Regions from separate parts of the Mus musculus genome. Here region 1 is linked to region 2. A link is a contact called in public Micro-C data. All regions are on one chromosome and are shown on one strand. Each heading gives the region's core, a stretch centred on a gene start, on an enhancer-like site or on the middle of the called end of the contact. The rest is flanking DNA. Distances are from core to core; before and after follow the strand shown. Region 1 overlaps Cfdp1 (craniofacial development protein 1). Region 2 has its middle 9.9 kb from the start of Mir7076.

Region 1 (6,170 bases), core at 1,139-3,638, 85 kb before region 2:
ACGCTAAGTGGCTTTTTGTCTTTTCCTATTCCCCTTTCTCCTTAAAAAAACAGTCTACTTCAGATATATTTTCTACCTCAGTAGTTCTTCAGGTTTTGGTCAAGGGACATTCTTTCCAGTAATGCTGCACACACCTAGAATCCCAGTGCAAATGGAAGACTGGCAAAGAACTGCTACAAATCTGAGGGCAGCCTGGGCTACATAGCTCCAGACCAGCCTGGGCTGGAGACTGAGAAATGGGGATGGGGAGTATATAAAGACCTCATGTTCTTTCTGCTCCTTAGGAGACTTCCCCACTCAGACTTCCTGCCTAGGAAGCGTTGAACACATTAAAGTCCATCGCTTGTTCCAAGAGCATGGGGACTGGGGAAAGTGGGCTTCAAAGACAGCATTCTGTTTCCTGCTCAGACCCAGCTCTGTGGCCTTACCACAGCTTTGTTTTCTGGCCTGTGGATGGCGTGAGTCACATCAGTCTTTCAGAGGGCTGAAGTGAGCTGATGCCAGCCTAAGGCCAAAGAACACTAGGTCACAGTGGGCTTCCTATCTAGGCCTTGGGTGTGGGGGCAGTATTTGTAGCAACCAAAACTGAATTGGTGACACCAGATGGCTAGCATCTCATTACCCAAAAAGGAAGTTTACAAGCTACATTTGAACTCCTGGTCTGTTCACATCCATCTGCAAAGGACAGTACAGGGGACACAGAGCATACCAAGCTGGCATTGCGGCAGATGGTCTCTTCTGAGACTTGGATGATGAAGGAGGTCCTTTAACCAGAACCAGCCAGAACCCCATTGGGATAGGACCTCCATGCCTGTAAGACAGGGGCCCACTTGTGTTCTGCCTGGCATGTCACCTGCTGCACTGGCCTGATGCTTCTCATGCTGTGTTGTGGTTGTGTGTACCCCAGCATCCCATCTCTGCAACCATGGCATCAATAGCTCAAGAGCCAACTCTGCCTGTATATGTAGATGCTCTTCGACCCTTAGGATAAAGGGCCATGCACTCATGGTAACTTGGGTTTTCCTCTCAGCAAAGGCCTAAGAGATTAAGAAGTCAGTGGATCAGTGAGACTTGTCTATGAGTGTCAGCCCTGCCAGCCCTCAAATAGTCTTTTCCATTGGTGGCCTGTTTTCAGTGTTCGTCACCTCTCTAGAAAAGGCTGTCTCTTTCTCCTGGGTGTGTCTATTCCCAGCTGGGCATATGTAACCCAGGTGATACTGGTTGGACTGACACTCAGGTACATGCACAAATCCAAATGCATATACCAATGTGTGTTAGCATCAGTAAGACGTAAAGTGGCCCCACAGTAGACCTGGGTCATCACACCGCTCTGGCTGCAGGGGAGGCTGCAAACGTGTGCATGTAGTGTTTCCCTCTCCTACACTGACAGTCTTTTCTAAAGCTGTCCCAGGAGAGTCAGGAGTTTGGAGATGAAAGCAGGTGGCCGTGTTTGGTGGTGGCTGAGCCTGGGAGAGGAGTGTGCACAGCCTTCTGTTCTTCGAAACGTGGATATGGACTTCAATTTTTCATAATAAAACATTTTCTAAAGTTGTCCAAGAGACACAGAATTGTTTTCTGTATAAGGAAGGGTTTTGAAGTGCTTCAGGCTGAGCCAAAACAGGGTGAGCAGGCTCCCAGCACACAGCCCTCTCTCAGGCCTGCAGGAGCACAGGAGAGGGGCTGTCTGTTGGGGGGACAGAGAAACGGCCAGCAAGACAGACAGACTGCCTGAAGTGGATGTGGTTATCCCCTAAACAAGTGACTCTTTCTCATAGGCATAAGCCACAGAGGCGCTAGGAATCTTTTCGGCCCTGCCTGGCCACACACTGGGCTGAGTATGAAGACTGCAGAATGGAGGCGGAGAACTACACAGGCGGGCACCTACAGGGACCCCTGAGGCAGATGTGGGCCACTTTAAGCTTTTTCTCTTGGTCAGTATGTACTCCCGTGCGAGCACATCAGAGTTCTTAGTGGGAATTGCTTTCTCAGCCACATTGTTAGCTGCCCTGCCTCACTTTCAAAAGACTAAGCCACCTTGGCCAATACCTGGCCTTCCTCTGTGGACCCTTGGTTCTGACCCCAGAACCTCTCTTCCCCACCAAAACCAAAAAAAAAAAAAAACAAAACAAAACAAAACAAAAAACCCAAACCTCTTTTCTGACAATTTGTTCAAACAGTGGCAGAACTTGGTTTGCATAGGAGGTGGTGCCCTTTATTCAGGAATTAGGAATTGTTAAGGAAATGCTTGTGGGGATGCATAAAGAATGAGTCCTATTTGTGGATGGTTTGGCGCCCTTTGTGGGTCTAATGGTCCAGTGCTCTCCTGGGCCCTCACCATGCTGCCGCCACCCCACCCCATCCGTTGGCTATGAGGTTTAAGAGCACTCACTGTTCAGCTGCTCTCCTGGAGCAGACTCTTGGGACCTGAATTCTCTGACCCTGCCCTGGCCTATCAGTCCTTTGTCTTCTCTCTGTCCCCGGTGGGTGTGTCAGAATTCCAAAGTATCTGGTACCTTCTATCTAATGGGAGGGGGTGGGCAGAGTGCCCTAAAGTAGTTTGAGGTCAAGTAATAAAACAAGCCTCTTTCTGTACCCTACTCACCTATTTCTTGGGGAACTTGGTGCTCTAATTAACAATTCTGCATAGGGCCTCTAGGGCCTTACAGAGACACATTAAGAAGTAACCTTGAGTGTGATATACACAGCTAAGGCAAAAGAAAGACATTGAGGCCCTGGCCAGCACTTAGCCAGGCCAGGCCTGTCGAGCATGAGAGCTGGGCCATGCGGCCAGTGAGCCAGATGGCCAGTACCACAGCAGGACCAGGACATCTTTGGAGAGACGTGGAACCAGGGTGCTTCCTCCGGACACAGTTGGGACTGGGAAGACGACTGAGATGACAGGCTCTCCAGATACTATGCTGTCTTGTGGTCCGTGAGGCAAACCGAATGTGTGTAGCTCGATCGCTGTGCTGTCTGTCAAGGGCAGGACACAGTAGAATACTCTAGCATGGGGGCTGGAGAGATGGCTCAGCAGTTAAGAACACTGACTGCTCTTCCAGAGGTCCTGAGTTCAATTCCCAGCAACCACATGGTGGTTCACAACCACCTGTAATGGGATCTGATGCCCTCTACTGTTGTGTCTGAAGACAGCTACAGTGTGCTTACATAAAGTAAATCTTTAAAAATAAAAAAGAGGGCTGGTGAGATGGCTCAGTGGGTAAGAGCACCCGACTGCTCTTCCAAAGGTCCGGAGTTCAAATCCCAGCAACCACATGGTGACTCACAACCATCCATAACGAGATCTGACTCCCTCTTCTGGAGTGTCTGAAGACAGCTACAGTGTACTAACATATAATAAATAAATCTAAAAAATAAATAAAAAAGAAGGGCTGGCGAAATGGCTCAGTGGTTAAGAGTGCCGACTGTTCTTCCGAAGGTCCTGAGTTCAAATCCCAGCAACCACATGGTGGCTCACAACCACCTGTAATGAGGTCTGCCGCCCTCTTCTGGTGTGTGAGAAGACAGCTACAGTGTACTAACATATAATAAATAAATAAATCTTTAAAAAAATTATAAGAAAGAAAAGCAGGCGTGGTGGTGCACACCTTTAATCCCAGCACTTGGGAGGCAGAGGCAGGCGGATTTCTGTGTTTGAGGCCAGCCTGGCCTACAAAGTGAGTTCCAGGACAGCCAGGGCCCCACAGAGAAACCCTGTCTCAGGGAAAAAAAAAAAAAAAAAACATTTTGGAGTATAGTATTGTGCCTTTTGGCAAGTTCCTCATAAGAGCTAGAAGTACTTAGGTGTACTGATAAGACATAGCTCATAGTTTGCAGCACACAGAGCTGGACAGGCAAGAGTGATTTGAAAATGATGCGCCAGCAGACCAGAAGGACCCAGTGTCATCAACAAACCATTGATGGTACCTTACTGTACCATCTCAGTCACCTGCTCCAACACACATGCACACACACATATTTATTTGCACATGACCTCTTAGCGATGCCTCATTTTCCACAGGAGGAAATTTGCCTGAAGTCACCAGGAAACTGACCAGGGCGCATATCCATCACATGGCTTCCCAGCACACTGAACAGCCTCTCAGTTCATACAGCTCCTGCAGCCATGTTGTTTGTGGGTGCTGGGGAATTCCTACTGGGAAAGGACTAGTGTCACAGGGCCAAGGAAGCTCTGAATATAGGCATGTCTGGGGTGAAGGGGACTGGCAGCTGACACTGCAACGGCAAGACTGTAGGAGTCACTTCCCTGAGGCCGCCCCAGCCGGGCCAGCATCTGAGACTGCTAAGGAGGTGTGTTGCTGTGATTCCTGAGTCTTGCCTGGGCTAACTGGTAGCCAGGTTTGCTCTCATTCCAACTCCACTATGCTAAGGGTAGGAGCTTCCGGATGTTGCCTGGCTCTCAGGAGTCAGGAGGGTGAGACTGGGACGCTAAGGAGAGTATCTTAGTGCCACTGCATCCTGCTTTAGAGTCCTCCGATTCAAAAACTTGTCAGGCATGAGTACTGACTCTGCCCACCTTATATGTTGTATTGAGTGAGACCCTCCCTCCAGGAACTGAGTTCCTGCAGTTAATGTACCTGGCCCCTCCTAAGAAGGCCAAGATTAAGGAAGAACACTTGAGCAATGCCTAAGTCTTGAGCAGAACTGCCTTTGATATGTGACTCTTTTTTTTTTTTCCCCTCGAGACAGGGTTTCTCTGTGTAGCCCTGGCTGTCCTGGAACTCACTCTGTAGACCAGGCTGGCCTCGAACTCAGAAATCCGCCTGCCTCTGCCTCCCTCTGCCTCCCGAGTGCTGGGATTAAAGGCGTGCACCACCACCACCAGGTGATATGTGACTCTTTTGGGTTCCTTTTTTTTGTTTGTTTGTTTTTTAAAGATTTATTTATTTATTATATGTAAGTACACTGTAGCTGTCTTCAGACACTCCAGAAGAGGGCACCAGATCTCGTTACGGTTGGGTGTGAGCCACCATGTGGTTGCTGGGAATTGAACTCAGGACCTTTGGAAGAGCAGTCAGTGCTCTTACCCGCTGAGCCATCTCTCCAGCCCTCTTTTGGGTTTCTAATCCCAGACAAGCACCAGCACTGGCGCGAGAAGCCAGAATTACTGATAATCATAAAAACCTGGAGATTGTGAGCTTTCTTCTCTACCTTCAGGGTCTGCCACTAAACCTGTGAAACTAAAGTAGACTAGATTTAAAGGAGGGCAAAGGAGGAAGTACGTTCAAGTTCTAGATGCTATAGTTACATGAATATGGAAGTCCTCACAAGAAATGTGCAAGATGCCCCGGTGTGTAAAGGCATTTACCAGCAAACCTGATGACCTGAGTTCGATCCCCAGGAGTCCACATGATAGAAGGAGAGAACTGATTTCTACGAGTTGTTTACCGACAAGACACATCCACGCATGTTATATGACACATGCATCATGCACAAATACAAATAAATGGGGAAAAAATGCCTTAAAATGTGACTTCCCAAGAAAGTGCTTAAGTACTGAATTGGAGCAAAATTAAATTATGACCGTGTGTCAAGGCAGAGGGGCCTGGGCTAGGTAGAGTTGGGTGGAGAGTGATGGAGGGTTAAGGGTTTGTCCAGACTTGGTCTATACTGATGATTAAAAACGGCTGCTTCTCATATAGGAAGGATACATTTCACAGAGACTCTCATCTCCTGCTTTTAGGAAAAAGGACAGAATTGGGTGTGGAGGCATATGCCTGTGATCTTAGCACTCAGGAAACTGAAAAGAGAGCTGGAGACAGGGGGAAAGAGGACGGGAGAGAGTTCAGGTACCTCGACTGAAAGTAGAAATGCACCACAGTGAGTGTCTTTAAATTTTCTTTTCTAAACTCTGCTACCCAGGCCTCAGCCAAAGGATGTGCTGTGGTGAAAGAAGCAATGACCAGTGATTCAGTAGAGTGAGGGGGCCTCATGTATGTACCTCAGTACACAGGACACAGGGGCCTTGCACAGAGCAGGAAAGAAGAGACCTAAGGAGGTCCCAGTGATGATGGTTGAAAACACACGTGTTCATGTTCATCATTGTGAGGATGTCACATAACAAGGAACTTTGATCCCCATTATCAAATAGTTTTCTGTTCTGTTAATTTCACCTCTTTTTTTTTTTTTTTTTTCTTTAGTTTTTCGAGACA
Region 2 (6,211 bases), core at 1,045-3,544:
ACATACGATATGATTCCATCACAGATCTTGGCATGAGTAGAGCGGTTTGAGTCCGATTTAGGACCACAAGGCTCCTGAGAGAGGTTGAGGGAGATGAGACACAGACAAGGTGGAGGTGTGAGGCTGTGACCAGCCAAAGAACACCATTGGCTAGAGGCTGAGCATGAGGACACGCCCCCTCCGGTCTTCTGATGCAGGGATCTCAGCACAGCGAGCTCACTAGGGAGCTTCCAGCCCCCAGAACCGGGAGGGGATGGGTGCACCGGTGCTGTTTTTAATCTCTGTCCCAGCCGATTTGGGAAACAAGCACTCTGAAGATTTGTTCTTGTTTTAATTTCTCCCAAGGAATTCTTTTATTTAGTTAGGGGTTTGTTTGGTTGTTTGGTTTTTGTTTTGATGGTAAAAGATACCATTTTCTGCCACGGTAAGGAAGCTCTCTCCTCCGAGTCTCACTTCCCTGAGTACCTTGATAATGAAGTTGAATTTTGTCCCAGGCCCCTTCTGCATCAACTGTTTTTGTTTTTTGTTTTTGAGGCACGCACGGTTTCTCTGTGTCACCCTGGCTATCCTGGACTAGCTCTGTAGACCAGGCTAGCCTCAAACTCAGAGATCCACCTGCCTCTACCTCTGAGTGCCAGGATTAAAGGCATGCACCACAGCCTAGCTCTTTTATGAGATTTTTATATTATAAAGACTTGAATAAAAACATGGAAGCAGGGCTGGAGACATGATTTAAGAGCACTGGCTGCTCTTCCAGAGGACCTGGGTTCAATTCCAATACCCACATGGCAGCTCACAACTGTCTGTAACTCCTGTTCCAGGGGATTCAATACGCTCACCCAGACACAAGTGCAGTCAAAGCATCAATGTGCATAAGATTTTTTAAAAAAAACATGAAGGAGTAATATATTTTTATTTCTAAAGTTATAATCTGTCAAATTTGCTCACACCAAAGAAAGAAAGAGAGAAAGAAAGAGAGAGAGAGAGAGAGAGAGAGAGAGAGAGAGAAAGGAAGAAAGAAAGAAAGAAAGAAAGAAAGAAAGGAAGGAAGAAAGAAAGAAAGAAAGGAAGAAAGAAAGAAAGATACATAGATAGATAAATGTGTGTAAGCTGACATGTGGGTACTAGGAATTAAACCCAGATCCTCTAGAGCTGTCAGTCCATGGTCTTAGCCTTTGGGTCATCTTTCTAGTCCTTTCTCTTCTTTCTTGAGACAGATTTTCATGTGGCCCAGGCTGGCCTCAAGCTCTATATGTAACTGAGGATGTCCGTCAACTTCTGATCCTCCTGCCTCCGCCTCCCCAGGGCTGTGATCTCAGGCACGAGCTACCACACCTGGCTCTCAGTAGGATACCATCTCTCTCTGAGCTGATGGTGGTAAAGGATAGATAGCGGCATCCTCTGCCACGGTAAGGAAGCTCTCTCCTCCTCCTCTCACTTCCCTGAGTGCCTTGATAATGAAATGAAGTTGGATTTTGTCCCAGGCCCCTTCTGCATCAACTGAGATGGTCACGTGACTCTCCTCCTTTCGTCTAATGACTCGGTACATTACACTGATGATTCCCTCAGTCAAATCGCCCTCTGCACACTTGGGACCAATCCCGCTTGGTCAGGGCATATAATCCTTTTAATGTACTATTGGATTCACTCAGCTGTGGTTTGCCGAAGATTTGTCTTCATTTGTATCTATGAGGAACGTTTGGTCCGTAATTGCCCTTTCGTGTGATGTAATATTGCTCTCCCCAATTCACTCTTGAACACCCAGTTTATGGGATGGTGCGGATTAATCTGAGGATTATCCTACCAGCTGAGCTTCATCTCTAGACGATGTGATGTGATGTGATGTGTGGATGCTCCTTCCAGAATATGCCGAATATAGAGAACAAAGGAGACTTTCTGATGTCGTTCTCTGACACTCTCCACTTTAATTTGTTTGAGACAGGACCTTCTCTCTGTGAATTGAAATTTGCTGTTTCAGAGAGTATGGTGGGCCGACGAGCTCGCTGGAGCCCCCTGTCCTCTAAAGCTGGGATTACAGGCATGTAGGGTCATACCTGCCTTTTAATTGGGTCCTGAAGATTTTAACTCCTGTTTCCCAGCGACCCCTGCTAGTTACCTCTGAGCAATCTTCCCCCTCTTGCTCCGGTGCACGTCTCAGGGGAGAGCAGGGTGCACAGCTCAGGAATGTGCAGTTTGAGGAGGGCTCCTACCGCGAGCACACAGGCTGCTAGCAGAAGTCCCGGAGCCGCCCTGTCTGTCTGCGGACTCTTCCTGAGGCAGCCACTGCGCTGATTTCCCACCACAGCGCCATTCCTGCAGCCTGTGGCAGCATCTGGGGTAGCGTGAATTAGAAAGCAGTGGGGAGGGCTGGCGAGATGATTCAGTGGGTCAGAGCACTGACTGCTTCTTCCAAAGGTCCTGAGTTCAATTCCCAGCAACCACATGGTGGCTCACAACCATCCGTAATGAGATCTGATGCCCTCTTCTGGGGTGTCTGAAGACAGCTACAGTGTGCTTACATATAATAAATAAGTTAACCTTGAGAGAGAGAGAGAGAGAGAGAGAGAGAGAGAGAGAGAGAGAGAGAGATCTCGGAGCATTTGCCATCTCAAATGTGTGTTGGGCGGGGTTGTTTTATTTTGTTTTGTTTTTGTTTTTGATATCGGATCTCGCTGGGTTGCCCAGGCTGGTCTCAGCCTCCCAGGGTCACTCTGTCTCAGCCCCTGAAAACTGGAACTACAGGTTTACAGGACGCCAGCCACCTGTTTTACCTCTGGGTAAACTGAATCTTTTCTGAAATCTGAGGAATGTACCTCCATTATTTCTTCAAATGGAGATTTATATCTCTTTAACTTTATACTCGGGCTACTTGGCCTGCAGTTATCTGAGTGCTGGCATCTGATCTTACACATCACTTGTCTTATTTTCTCTCTCTCTCTCTCTTGTTTCTAAGAGCATTCCTTACCCTGACCCAACTCACTAATTTCTCTGAAGCACTGATTTTATTATGAGCGGTCACCTATTATTGTTACTGCAATCACAACAGACTGTTTTTGTTGTTTGTCTGTTTTGAGACAGAATTTTACTCTGTAACTTAGGCTGGCCCTACACTCACTATGGAGTCCATTCTGTACTCAGAGTAATGGCAATCCTCCTGCTTCAGCCTCCTGAGTGCTGGGATTATAGGCATGTGCTACCTACCTACCATTCCCCTGACAATAACTCTAGTTTTGACACCTGGATTTTTTGTTTTGTTTTGTTTCTGTTTGGGACAGAGTATTATGGCTATTCTTGGTTGTCAACTTGGCTACATCTGGAATGAACTACAATGTAGAAATGGAGGGCAGGGCACACCTGTGAGAGATTTTCTGCTTCTCCATTCTAGTCTGGACCTTTGAGGAAGGAAGGCACACACCTCTCTCCGATCTGGATCTTGTTTGTTTGTTTGTTTGTTTTGTCTTTTGTTTTTTTAAGACAGAGTTTCTCTGTATAGCCCTGGCTGTCCTGGAACTCACTCTGTAGACCAGGGTGGCCTCGCACTCAGAAATCCTTCTGCCTCTGCCTCCCAAGTGCTGGGATTAAAGGCGTGCGCCACCACTTCCCAGCACCCTACTGGATTCTTTAATGGCTTTTATTACTTGATCACTAATATCTTTTGTTTACTAGGCTTATTTTTGCCTGTTTTGAATCTTGCCCACGTCCACCAATGTTCCTATTTCTAACAGAATCTGTAATCCCAATGAGTGGGCTTTCTTTTCAAGTATTTTCTCATTATAACTCTACTAGAGCAGAGGGAAGGGATCCAAGTCTCAGAATCAGGCAGATGGAAGTGGTGGGTGAGCCCGTGGAAGAGCCCCACAGGCCCGAGCACCAGGGAAACACTTCGTCTTTTCATGACATCCAGAGGAGACTTGGAGGAACAGGATGGGAATCAGGGGGTGTCCTTCCCATTGTCCCTGGCTCCTCACTTGCACCTGACCCCCGTATTCTGAGGACGAAGAAGCTGTTTGAGGTGGGCCTGGGGCCGGCACCTCCTACCCAAGGTGTCAGAGTGAGGAGAAACAGCAGGTTCAGGCCCTTTCCTTCCCATTTGATCTTCCCACAGCCCAGCCTCAGCCTCAGCCACTGGCCACAGCCCTGACCACAGCTCCTGGTTCAAATCGGCTTCCTCTCCATTGTCTCTGGGTCGTTCTGGGTGAGGCAGCCAGAGTTATACTAGCCCAGCCTGCTGGTAAGCATGGCTGGGATCCTTTCTGCATTTCTCAAAGTTCTTCACAATACTTTTTCTCTTCCCTGTAGAATATTAGATGTTTTGATGGTATGGCGTTGAGGCGAAGGCTGCCAGGACAACTTAGTCACTCAGGACATGAAACAGCCTTGGTTTGGGGTGGAATTTGTGAAAAGTAAAACAAAAGGTGAAAGGCCAAGCAGAGAAGAAGCAAGACTTGAAATAAGGCACCTCAAAGATCACAACCAGGCCAGGTGTAAGGTGTAATTAATATAAAACCAGAACAGCAAACACAAACCTAGGTCCATTTCTCTCCAGGCAAGGTCCTTCTGGCGGAGGCTGAACATAGCAGTTCTGAGATAGGGTTGCCACCTGGTGGTCAGTATTAAAACTGCAGTCATTTTCTAACCCAGTTCTGTACTTTATCAAAAAATAGGTGACCTGCAGGGCGGTGGTGGTGAATGCCTTTAATCCCAGCACTGGGGAGGCAGAGGCAGGTGGATTTCTGAGTTCGAGGCCAGCCTGGTCTACAAAGTGAGTTCCAAGACAGCCAGGGCTACACAGAGAAACCCTGTCTGGAAAAAACCAAAAGGAAAAAAAAAAATAAATAGGCGACCTAATTTTAAAAATGTATTTACTCCAATATACTCTAATATCATCATTTCAACATTAAACCATTTGAATTTTATTTTGAAATTATGAATTTGATAGTTTGCAAGAGAGTTCTTTGACCCTGAGTATAAGTTGTATCTCTAACACATCTATCTCTATTTACCTGATAACTTCTCATCAAATACACTTGCTCTGTACTTAACTATTACAAAACTTACACTTGGAAGGCAGAGTTGGGGTGGTTGTGGTGTCTCATGTATGGAATCCCAGCACTACAGAGGCTGAGAAGGGTGAGGGGAGTGGGGTTTAGTTGAGCCCAGATTACCCTGAGTTCAAGGGTAATCTGGGGCTGGAGAGATGGCTCAGAGCACTGTGCCCTTCCACCAGACCTGAGCACCCACATGGGGACTCACAACTGTCTGTAATTCTGGTTCCAGGAGACGTGGTGCCCTATTCTGAAGTCAAGGCCAGCCTGGGGTATGTAGGCTGGAGTTACAACATGAACCTGTCTCAAACCAGAAAAAAAACTCAAGGAAAAGAAAAAACAGACTCATATTCCCAAATTCATCCAAATATACATAACAACTAGGGAAAAAAATACCGGCTACCATGTGCACACCTGTAATCCCAGCACTTGAGAGGCAGGTGGAATTTTGTATGTTCGAGATCAGCCTGGTCTAAATAGTAAGTTCCAGGACAGCCAGGGCTAGAGAGAGATCCCGTCTCAAAAACAAAACAAAACAAAACAAAACAAAAACCAAACAAGCCAATTAGGGGCTGCTGTGACTGGCCTGCCTGTTTCCAGTCAGCCCATGTTAATCAGGCCTCGCTCTCATCCCCACTCAGGTGACCTTGCTTTCTACCAGCTGAAAATATATAAACCCAGCAGTCAAGCCTTATCCAGGAAGCGCCTGCGTTCACCCAGGGTACGATGTTACAACAGCGGCTCCTGTACAAGTACTGCAGGAGGTGGAGCTAGCTGTGTTTTGTGGGTGGCAGAGAGCCTTCCGCTGGCCATTCTTTTAAAGAGAATACAGCTGAAGGGCCTGGTCTTGGGCAAGGTCCCACCTCCCTCCTCTGCCGTCAGTGTACAGCAATTAGTTTGTGAGAACTCAAGGACCCTGGTCTCTCAGACTCAAACCCCCGACCATGTTGAAACCTACTTTGTTTCTCTTTGCCTGCCTGGGTTTCTGTTCCCTCCCTCCCTTCTCCAGCCTGGAGCTTAAGATTTCCCTGGTAAGTTTCCTGCAGGTCTCAGGCTACTTCCTTCAAAACTTCAACCACCATGGCTGCGAGTCTCTGGAGCAAAACTACTCAAGACTACGGTAAGGCGGGACTCGGGGCTTGCATGGCTGACTGTGTATGTGGCTC

The links. Hi-C and Micro-C count contacts between places; a contact is called where the count stands out from the background.
Region 1: a contact with region 2 is called in a Micro-C map of embryonic stem cells, with 2.0 times the contacts expected there. The contact joins two enhancer-like sites. A contact is called at or near these places in 2 of 39 promoter capture datasets (cranial neural crest and liver), 1 of 15 datasets of contacts at CTCF or cohesin (the NIH/3T3 cell line), 9 of 484 Hi-C or Micro-C datasets (the HL-1 cell line, embryonic stem cells, megakaryocyte-erythroid progenitors and 3 more), 5 of 115 datasets of contacts at active chromatin or transcription factors (embryonic fibroblasts, embryonic stem cells, extraembryonic endoderm stem cells and 1 more) and 1 of 9 other capture datasets (embryonic stem cells).

The regions. Positions count from the first base shown.
Region 1 is chr8:111,762,064-111,768,233 of GRCm38.p6, reverse strand. Cfdp1 (craniofacial development protein 1) reads left to right here. Exons shown (of 7, transcript NM_011801.2): 7 at 1-1,552. Among named protein-coding and RNA genes, the nearest start is that of Gm39252, 10 kb to the right of the region's middle. Within about 2 kb of position 2,388, at least 6 of the 459 cell types and tissues checked have an H3K27ac peak or open chromatin away from gene starts, as enhancers often do. A contact at or near this core is called in embryonic stem cells, where this site is marked.
Region 2 is chr8:111,676,669-111,682,879 of GRCm38.p6, reverse strand. No RefSeq gene overlaps it. Among named protein-coding and RNA genes, the nearest start is that of Mir7076, 9.9 kb to the left of the region's middle. Within about 2 kb of position 2,294, at least 25 of the 459 cell types and tissues checked have an H3K27ac peak or open chromatin away from gene starts, as enhancers often do. A contact at or near this core is called in embryonic stem cells, where this site is marked.